3 separate regions of the Gossypium hirsutum genome follow, and regions 1 and 3 are each linked to region 2. Evidence: chromatin contacts called from public Hi-C data. All regions are on one chromosome and are shown on one strand. Each heading gives the region's core, a stretch centred on a gene start, on an enhancer-like site or on the middle of the called end of the contact. The rest is flanking DNA. Distances are from core to core; before and after follow the strand shown. Region 1 holds the start of LOC107888958 (universal stress protein PHOS32). Region 2 has its middle 52 kb from the start of LOC107890249. Region 3 holds the start of LOC107888960 (serine/threonine-protein kinase EDR1).

Region 1 (3,808 bases), core at 510-3,009, 67 kb before region 2:
AGACTTAAAATTTTATGCAAACCTAACCCAGTCCTCTCGTATTAAAATTTCTTATATTATTATTTAAAAAAATTAAAAATATAATATATCAAATAAACTAAAAAATTTAACACTAAGATATGTGCAACTTAGCAAGGAAATGCCTCTAAAATAGTAGTAAAATTAACAATAAAACAAGAGTTACAATAATATCCAAACAATAACAACAAAATAATAACAATATAATAACGAAATAGTAGCAGAATAGCACCAAAATAACATGTTTAATTTTTTATTTTTTGTAAATTTAGGCCCAGTCGAGCCCAGGATAAAAAAAAAGCTTACTTGAGGCTCGACCCGCTTATAAAACGGGCATCGTTTTTTGCCTAAGCTCATTTTTTAAACCTATATTTTTACACAAACTATTTTAACTTTCGGGTAGACCTTCAAGTAGGGCCAAATAACATGACTCATGATAAGGTCTAAAATGAATTTGATCTTTATAGATGGATAATCATATTTTCATGATATCAACATAATTTATAGCTCAAAAATTTTATTTTAAAAATTACCTATCCTAAAAATAACAAGTTAATAGAAAAAAAAAAACTCAACTCATCGCAATGTTAACCATAACGACCATAGCACTTGCCTCAACAAAATTTATCATATTCCCTCAAATCCGTATATTTATAAACCATGTTATTATAATTTGTAATTAACAATGATTATTCTTACAAGTTAATCATTTATATGCACCAGACACTCATTAAAGTAAAGCTAGACAAAAATTCATCAAACATTGATTGCCCACGTGGAGGTCACCACCCGACAACAACAAAGAATCCGATACTTCTCAGACAATGTCTAAACTTTCACAATCACCGTCTTATCTCCATCGGTGGCTCAAAAAATGCCAAAATTCTTATGATAAAAAAAAAAAGAAAAGGCGAAAAATCATACACCAACCCTTACCTCAAAAAGTAAACTCCATTACAAACTTTTCTTCAGTTTCTGGCCCTTTCTCTCTTTATCTAAAGTTGATGCCTTTCTATTCATTCCGACTCACTTGCTCGTATAAAATATAGGTCACTTTTCTTCTTTACATTATGCTTAATTATATTATATAATTTAATTATTTAATTATCAAATTTATATTTTAGATAAATTATTAATAAAGAGAATATGTGATGCATCATCGATGATCTATCCGGCTTAAATTCGGTATTTTAAACCTAAGATCGTAAACTCTAAGCTTGAGAGTTATTAATATATATTTATAGTAGTTATAACAAAATTAATATTTAAATTTGTTTTAAAAAAATTATTAGTATTTATTTATAAATCCTTCACAATTTTTTATTTTATTTAATAATAATGTAGTATGTTATTATTTATAGATGATGCATGAGATTCGTGCAATAGTATGCATCAAATACTATTCTTTATTAATATCATTAAAAAGTTGTACTATTAATATAAATTAAAAAAAACTCATATAATGAGGTTGAGTTGAATTTTTTAAATAAAAAATTAAAAAAATGATTATTTTTATAGCCAGAATTTTACGAAATAAATTTCACATTGTTTGAAAAAATTTATACAAGTTAACTAAGGAAATATTTAATGATCTTAATATTTTGAATTAAGACGTAATATTCTTTCATAATGTTAGTGCTTTGGACTAAAATAATTATATAAAAAAGTAAATTCCAAAATGAAATTTATTCCCATAAAAATTCCAGCTATAAAAGGGTTTAAAAAGTTTAATATAGATATATATACACACAGGGCTAAGCATATTAGGGTGATCATAGAAAAAAGTAAAGACAGAGCGGAGAGATATGGCGGCTGATAGGAGAGTTGGGATTGCTGTTGATTTCTCTCCAAGCAGCAAGAATGCGTTGAAATGGGCTGTGGATAACGTTATCCGGAAAGGGGATCATCTTATCCTTGTTGCCGTTCGACCTGAAGGTCATTATGACGAAGGCGATCAGATACAGCTTTGGGAAGCCACCGGTTCACGTACATACTCTTCTTCCTCTAATTAATTTTTATCGTTTGTTTCTCGAGAAAAAAGAATCCAGGATAAGCTTAAAGAAATGACTTTTTTAATTTTACTATGTTAATGTAGCTTTAATCCCATTAAGTGAATTCTGTGATCCAATTATCATGAAGAGGTATGGAGTAAAGCCAGACCCTGAAACTTTGGATATTGTCACCACTGCTGCTAGGCAAACCCAAGTACTTTTCTTCTTCCCACAAAAATCCATGAAATTGAACTTAATTCATTTTGTTTCAGTTATTGTTAATTATTATTAGTAAGTTGATATATTTTACTCACAAATCATCAGATTGAGGTGCTGATGAAGATATACTGGGGTGATCCTCGTGAGAAGTTATGTGAGGCCATTGATACTATCCCTCTTAGCTGCATAATTGTAGGAAATAGAGGGCTTGGCACGCTTAAGAGGTAAACCTTTTTCATCAATTAATCTCTTCTTTCGTTTTTAGACTATGAGATTAAATTATATATTTTTATGAGAGGATATCAAACACTGATATTTTTTCAAAGAAGTGAAGAGTCATAGCAACATATATTATCATATTCCGAGATTTTAATTTGTTTTTATTTTCAGGGCTATAATGGGCAGTGTAAGCAACTATGTAGTGAACAATGGCTCCTGTCCTGTTACTGTGGTGAAGCATCATGTTTAAGGATTGTTTTTCATTGCCTTTGAGGTTTTAAAAGTGTTTTCCCATAATAGAAGTAATAAGGAATAGTTGAGATATGTAGCTTGATTTATGTTTTATTGCATGGGATTGTATGTATGGAAGTAATTAAAGCTTTTGTTGAAGCTGAACACACTTCATCTTGTTGTATATTGAGATGGGTGTTTGTGTAAACTAGACTTACCAATTGAGTGATGTGAGAATAAATTGTGTAGGCAGTTTCTAAGAACTGCTGGTTCTAACACATCATAATTGTTGATAGACGGATATTGGTGTTAAAATTTTATAAAATTTTACGAGAATTTTTAAAAATTTTAACAAAACTTAATTGAAATTTTCAAAAAAGTTTAAGAGTTTAAGGAAAATTTTAAAAAATTATTGGGAAGCCAATGGCTCTACATCAAAGTATCAACTAGTCTAAATTTTGTTTCAGTCAAAATTTACTTGTGTTATTGTCCATTTCATCTAATTTTTGATTTGTAACATTTTGTTCCGGCTGGCACAAGATTTTGGTATTCGAAAATTAATTTTTAATTTTTTTATTTGAATCATTTTTATTTTTAAAATTATATATAAACATGACATATAATTATTAAACCAAATTATTGAATCTAATTAATAAATTTAAAATTCATATTTGTATATAAAATATTTTATTTGCCTATTAAAGTATATTTGTATGTTTATATAATATATCTATATTATTTATGAAGAGCTTAATTAAGTTTGTCTCACCCTTCAATCGAATCTCAACTCGGTTGCTAAGTCTATAATATTTATAAAGAGTTTGACTAAGTTGGCATCACTCTTCAATTAGGTCCCAGCTCAGTTGTTAAAGTACTAAAAGATCATTATATTTTAACGAAGAAACAAATATTATTTTGAGAATATTTTTATAATTTCATATAAAATCCAAATATATATATATATGATTTGAACTTAAGATTTAAGACTCCACAACACTCGCTCTCTCAATCATTTCAGTCAAATACATATTTTATTTTTATATCAAGTTTTAACAAATTTATTATATAATTGTTTTCACATGCATCGTTAGTATGCCACAATATAGTATTGTTAACATATTTAGATATTA
Region 2 (3,761 bases), core at 830-3,329:
AGTCCGTGAGCCTAAATTAACTATTTAATCGACAAATTTGCTCGATAAAATTTTAATATATTTTTATAATATTTCTGTAAATATTCATATTTAATATTTATGGACTCGGCTTATGGGAATGGAGTTCCGAAATCACATTTTTCAGTACCACTAAAAATCTTGCCGTTATAATTTATGTGTTTAAGTAAACTATATAATGATAATGTCTAGAGAATGATATGGTCATTCTTAAATGTCTTTAGTCAAGTATTATTGTGGGTTTAGACAATAATATACTGAACTTACTTGCTATGAAAATGTTTCTTGGATTATTATGTAATAATCATAACATTTCTCATAGTTATAGTTGTTTGTATGATCCTTAGACTTGAGATCATCCCTGTTCCAACATTGTGAGTCATATGCTTTGACACAGTCAAACGTCTTCCGAAAATGGTTGTATTATAAAGGCTGATGTTAGGTGTGCCATAATCTGTATAGTGGAATGTGAGTGATCAAGAAAGGATTTGTCCCTCCTACATAATGGGAGAAATATCTCATGCCTTTGATTGATTGAAACTAGAAATGCATGGTCATGCTCATATGAGTTGACATGAGATTTCACACTTATTTGTTTATCTTGTCTACTCGACAATCAAGAAATAAAAGATTGGGCTATACAAATGTGACTATTCCATGACTTGTGTTTAATCAAAGATATAAATGACAAAAAGATATTCTATATAATATTATCACAGAAGACCACATCGAACCACGACTTCCTATAACTTAGGTAGTAGTGACGCATTTCTAGATGTCATCATTGTTTGTAACATTAGAATTATTTTAATGTTATTGCTAACATTATAGGATTCTATAGAGTCACACCCTTTAGTTGAGACGATCTGAATATAATGAAAATTGAGATTATATTTAATATGTCATAAAAGTTAATTTAATTATAGAAATATTGTAATAATTAAGTTAATTTTATAATGTTAAAATTAATCATAATATATGTATACACTTGATGCTTATGTATAGAGGATTAAATTAAAATAAATGTGAAAATCTATACATATTTGAATTTATAAATATGCCTTTTCGAGTATATTAAATATTATATTTAATAAAATTCGGGTAAGGAGATTATGTTAGGATTTAATTGAAATTGATATCTTCTTATGTAAGGGAGAAAATGAGGTTTAAAAAGATAATACCTTATCTTTCCACTTAGTGGTTAATGGCCATTAAAAGTAGTTTTGAATAAAAAGATAAGTTTAATCTCAATTTCTTTTTACCCAAAATACTATCTTTGACTTGTAACGAAAAGTAGTTTTCTTTCTAAAAGGTTCTGAGAGATTTTCCAATCATGCTTTTTCAAGTGGATCAAGCAGACGTCAAAATTTTACATTGTGGCCGGGGTTGGACATAAACAGAGGAATCACTTTTGTGCCAGTGATGTTTCCAGATTTTAAAGGCATATTTTTGAATTTTTCTTGCACATGAATTCGCGGTTTGTGATTGATGGAAGCTTTTTTTTCCGCTATGCCATACAACATAACGAGGCTCCAACAACGACATCTCATCAAATGTAATCAATTTTTAAAATTTTTTAATTATATGAATCTTTTAAAAGAGTTTTTAGTGAGGTGTCAGACAATATACCAAAGGTATGATATAATGAATTTTAAGTGTTGGTAATGGCTGAAATATATCCGAAATTTCATGCAAACGAAAAACAAGTTTCAACCGAATTTGGTATACGATTTGTTCCATTGGTTCAACCAACAGAAATAAAAACAGAATTTTGATTCGCATTTTGGTGTTTAAATTTCGATTAAAACTAAATTAATTGATCGAATCGATTTAATTCAGTTAATTAGTCGGTTAACCAATTTAATTCAGTCGGAAGTCAGTTAAATTTTTTTTTGAAATTTTGAATAACGATTAATTCAACTCAAAATCAGATAATTAATCGAATTAACCGAACTTAATAATTAATATTATATTAACAATTAACCCACTGTCCACTACCCACTACCCACTACCCACCTAAGCCCCAACCAGCAACCCAATTCAATATAATTTATAAACCCAACCCAATTCTTTAAACTAAAAGTAATTTAATAACTTAATAATAAAACCTAAACATCCTCAAAGCAAAAAAAAAAATAATATCTACAGGCAACCGCCCTTTGAACTAAACATTGTAGTAACCCTAAACTAAAAATTATCTGAAATTCAAATCCCTGAACCCAATAACCCTAAATCTCTAATCCCATCTCCCCAAATTGAAAATCCTCCGAAATCTCCCAAAATCCCTTCTAACGACAATCACCGGCTTCGAGTTCACCTTCACTCACCGCCGTCCAGTCACCATCATCTTCGAGTGACGCCCTAACCCGACAGCCCGAAACATTCATTACCGTCCGACGTCCACCACCACCAAGTCACTAAATCCCCCCTACTTTTCTCTATTGATTGTCTTTGATTTTTATCCTACTCTTCTTTGTTGATTATGTCTGGTTTGAATTGGGTCTTTGCTCTTTTGATTGCTTTAATTGCTTAAAAAAAGAAGCCAAAAAAATAAAACATACCGTTTTAAGGACTTGTTAAAGTCTAGTTCTTGAAGCTTTCCAGGTAGGAAATTCTTCTTCTTGGAAAGGGTTTTAGTGGGTTTTGACAAATCCACAAATAACCCCTATATGAAACGAATAACAAGGCCTGGAATGAACTTTTCAGGTTTGAAACTTACTCCTAACAATGCACTTCACTGTTTCTGCAGCTTCTGATATTGAATAACCACAATCAATTGGCACAAATTAAAAATAAAAAAGAGAAAAAAAAAGCCAAAAGTTAACGAAGTGACTGAAAAGTACCTTGTTAATTCGGTTAATTTTTTAATATATTTTATATTTATTTTAATAAAAAAATTAAAAATATATAAATTTCGATTAATTCTTGATTGAATTAATTAAAATAATTTAGTTTAGTTATTTTTTTAAAAAAAAATCATTCAATTAACTATTAAGAGTTTAAAATTTGGGTAAATTAAAAAATAGTCACTTTTGTTTGTTTCATGTTATATTTTAGTCATTTATATTTGAAATATTACGTTTTAGTCACTTATGTTATTTGTTACAAAGTGATCACTCTTCCGTTAAGTTTCGTTATCTCCTTAATGGTAATCCTACGTGGCAGTCCAACTAGATTTTAAGTGCCAACTTGAATTTTCTAATGGGATGAGAATAGATTTTTTATTAAATAAATTTAATTAATTAAAGATTTTAAACCCTAAATCTTAGTTAAAAAACTATTCATCTCCCCATTTTTTTAGTTTTCTTTTTCAATGACTAAAACAGCTATTATCATCAAAAAAAATTATTCACCTACGAAAACAAAAGAGGATTCAATGGAGGGTCCAGGTATGTCTTCTTCACCGACAAACTTATGTTCTAAAACTTAAAATGAAATGGTTGTCGAAAAATAAGAATATGGTAATCATTTTTGTTCCTAATCATTGTATTTTTAAATTCTTCACGTTCTTGAATAATTAGTTTCTCAATCCGATTTTTTCTGATTTGAATCGGCTTGTTTGTTCACAATCCCTTTGCGGGTATCCCTTTTTTTTATCTGAAATTCTTTTAGTTGTTAATATTCATATCAAGAATTTTAATTTAGGGTTTTCATTAAACAATAAAAAATTCAATCTTTTGTTTTTCAGTATTGAATAAAAGAGATAGATGAATGCAAAGAAAACATACCTGAACCCTCCATTG
Region 3 (3,363 bases), core at 69-2,568, 120 kb before region 2:
TTCCGGATCAATGCAATTCTCTCCGGTCCTAATTCTGGACTTCACTTTGTTGCTCACCTTGGACGCCTGCATTAGTAACTCTTTCACAATCAACCCAAGACAAACTACAATAACAATAAAAAACCAACCAGAAACTACATGAAAATTAAGGAACCAATACCAAATTCGTTATCTTCAACGCAATTGCAGCTTGCAAAGGTTGCTGAGGATCAAGACCGAGTTTAGCTGAAACAGCATTTTTGGACCGGCTGAAGGTCGAATTTCCTTCAGGTTGCTTTTCAGCCGAAAATGCAACTTGAAAAGGCCGAGAATCACTGGATACACAAATAATTCCAACCAAAGAACCATCATCATCATAAAAAGGAGTATCAGTTACAAGAGCTGAGAACCTCTCCCCCATTTTATTCTTAACAGGAAATTGCCCAGTCCAACTCTCACCCATCATAACACGATGAACTATATTATTCGCCACCGCAAAGTCCCTGGGATCGACAAGAAGTTCAACGGCATCTTGCCCTAAAGCCTCCGCCGCTGAATAACCATAAAGGTTTTCCGCAGTTCGGTTCCTGCAAAAAATGCCCAATTCAATAAGAATGCTACTTACATTTACTAATAACAAAGGTTAATCACTGACTAGAACATTAAAGGCATGAAAGTAACCCTCTTACCAATAAATTATACGGCCATTAAGGTCAAATATATGAACAGATTGTCCCATAGACTGCAAAATATTTAAATACTGACTGTTGGTGAAATTAACGGCAGCCGGACCAGTATTCCGGCCTTCTCCATCACCTCCGCCGCCGCCATTTCCGGTATCACACCTTCTGCTCTCTCTTTGCAACGGCGACGAATGCCGAAACGAGCAAGAACTTTTCTTCAAAGCAGCAGCCGACGTAGCCGCCGCCGCAGCCGAATTCCCCGGGCAGCGGCGGCGTTGAGGGGAAGTAGAGTGGGATCTTTGACGAATGTGGTCGGGCTTTGACTGACCGGCGCCGGATTGTTTTAATCTAGACATTTCTTGCTGGAGATGCTCATGTCCTGCCTCCAGTTCTTGGATCTTCCTCAAAAGCTCATCCGCTGTAGGTGTTTCCATTTTTGCTACTTTTTTCTTTCTTTTTTTTTTTTTTTTTGGTACACTTCACCAAATCAAAAAGTCAAACCATAGGAAGGGGCTTCAAAGTTCAAAGCTTTGATAAGATACAAAAATCTCACTTTCTGTAGAAATAAACAGTCCTCTTTCTCTTTTAAGAGAGGTCTAAGACTCAAAGACTTCAACTATTTCTCTTTTCCTTTTTTCTATTTATCTTTTCTTTTTTTCTTGCCTTTTTCTTTGTTTTGGGACAGTTTCTTTCTGGTTTTTTGTTTTTTTTTTCCTTTTTCGGGTTAATTCCTTATGGTGTTCTCGCATTATATTCTAAATTTTAAATAGGTTTCTAAATTTTAAAATACTTCAATTGGATCCAATTATTAATATTGTATCAATTAGGTGTTTCATCAATTAGGTTTTTAATCATAAAATGTAAAGTTCTAATCTAACATGAAAGTCAATTTAAATATGTATAGTATATTTTAAAAATACATATATACTTTTTTTATGTTGAGCTTTGAGACGATATTGTTAAAAATGATAGCTTTGAATCCCGAACTTAAATTGTAAAATAAACATGAACAACACTAAAAGATAAAAAAATATGAAAACAAAAGCGAAAAAAATATTTACATGTATAAATGATCTTCATGTTAGATACAAGTTGATATTTAACATTCAATTTAATGGTTAGACTAGTGATCTGACTTAATCGATATGATACATTTAGTTTTTGGATTTTTAGCTGATTAGGTTGATTTTTCAAACTTATCCAACAACATTCGATTTTAATCGAATTGACTAACCAAGTTAAGCTTAAACCAAGATTATAAACGATTTAATCAGTAAAACCTTAATAGACACCAACTTAACCGAATGATTGATTAAACCGATTTCAACTCGCCCTCAGATGATACTTCAAAAATCAGGACCAAATTAAAATCAGGTCTATAATACCCGGAGGTGTCTTGAAATTAGACCCTTTATCTCATCGTGAATACCAGATGCTTTAAATACACTAAGGAGTGTCTTATCAGAGAAAAAAAAATAGACTAAGGAGTAGGGTAGCATCCCCACGAGCTAAAATTCACGTGATTGAAATCATCCAATTAAGTGATAGAATTTCAGGTGAATGTCCAATGAATGTAGCGCGTCATCACAAACGCTAACTTCAAGGTTCCTCCTTCGATATGATGTTCCGGGTTTCACTTTTTCGCTAAGGGTAGGGTTTGAGAGGTATTAATTGGACCGACTTTATTTATTACTTAAAAAAAATTAAAACCATCTTCTTCTTCTTTTTTTCCGTTTAACCAACAATCAAATGTTCTAGTTTTGTGGCTTTTTATGGCAAGTAATTTTCTTTCATTATTTGGTCCAAGCTACAAGTTTCCCTTTCAAAGTATAATAAAAGGGATAAAAAAAATATTTAATTTTCAATTCAATAATTTCTCCTAATTTGGTTTTTGCTTCACATTAGTTTTTGAAGTCTCCGTATTCTCTTAAAAGCGTTAAGTCATCATTTACATTTTATAAACAATTCAATTATATATAATAAAAATATTAAAATTTATTTAAAAAGCTATAATAATTCTTAAAAACTATCTTTTTTAAATAAATAAATAAATAACCTTAAAAGTAGATGTCTAGAATAATCTGAATAAATGGAGGTTTGAGTTTTTTTATGGAAGTTCATTCTACATGTATTTTTTAAATAATTTTATATTTTTTTTATAATTTCAAAAATAATAATTTTAAATGAATTCTCAATTTATATAATTTTTTAAATTGAACTATATTTCAACCACATGTCCGTTGAACAACTTTAGTGGTATTCCTTTTGTCAAGCGATCAACTATATTTAACTTTGTACTTATGTGTTTTATGAGCAATTTCATGATTTAATGTGTTCCCTAATTACTAAGTATTTAACGTTAATGTGTTTACTTTAACACATCCCTGCCATATTGTCCTAATATATCCATATGGGTCTAGAGATATGTTGAACACTCCAAAACTCGCAATAAAACTTCCTAACCAAATATCCTGCAAGGTAGCTTCAAAACATGAAACAAGCTTAGCCTCTATAGTAGAGGTTACTGCTAGTGTCTATTCAACAATTCTCCAAGATATGACTCCACTGGCCAACTTAAAAAATATGTAGATGTTGATTTCCAATAATCAGCACAACAAACAAAATCTGAATCTGAATATCTGACAACTTTTAAAATTTTAGATTACCTATAAGTAAGCATGTGAATTTTAGTTCCTTGAAG

Evidence for each region. Hi-C and Micro-C count contacts between places; a contact is called where the count stands out from the background.
Region 1: a contact with region 2 is called in a Hi-C map of hypocotyl, with 3 times the contacts expected there. The contact joins the promoter of LOC107888958 here to the enhancer-like site in region 2. A contact is called at or near these places in 6 of 34 Hi-C or Micro-C datasets (anther, hypocotyl, leaf and 1 more).
Region 3: a Hi-C map of leaf shows a contact between it and region 2, with 2.1 times the contacts expected there. The contact joins the promoter of LOC107888960 here to the enhancer-like site in region 2. A contact is called at or near these places in 7 of 34 Hi-C or Micro-C datasets (callus, hypocotyl, leaf and 1 more).

What each region holds. Positions count from the first base shown.
Region 1 is chrA09:57,339,222-57,343,029 of Gossypium_hirsutum_v2.1, reverse strand. LOC107888958 (universal stress protein PHOS32) reads left to right here and starts at 1,759. Exons shown (of 4, transcript XM_016813235.2): 1 at 1,759-2,004; 2 at 2,114-2,223; 3 at 2,334-2,452; 4 at 2,619-2,956. The coding sequence starts at 1,824. The coding sequence ends at 2,697.
Region 2 is chrA09:57,272,704-57,276,464 of Gossypium_hirsutum_v2.1, reverse strand. No RefSeq gene overlaps it. Among protein-coding and RNA genes, the nearest start is that of LOC107890249, 52 kb to the left of the region's middle. Within about 2 kb of position 2,079, at least 8 of the 9 cell types and tissues checked have an H3K27ac peak or open chromatin away from gene starts, as enhancers often do. A contact at or near this core is called in hypocotyl and leaf, where this site is marked.
Region 3 is chrA09:57,396,121-57,399,483 of Gossypium_hirsutum_v2.1, reverse strand. LOC107888960 (serine/threonine-protein kinase EDR1) reads right to left here and starts at 1,318. Exons shown (of 13, transcript XM_016813237.2): 1 at 669-1,318; 2 at 161-566; 3 at 1-66. The coding sequence starts at 1,096.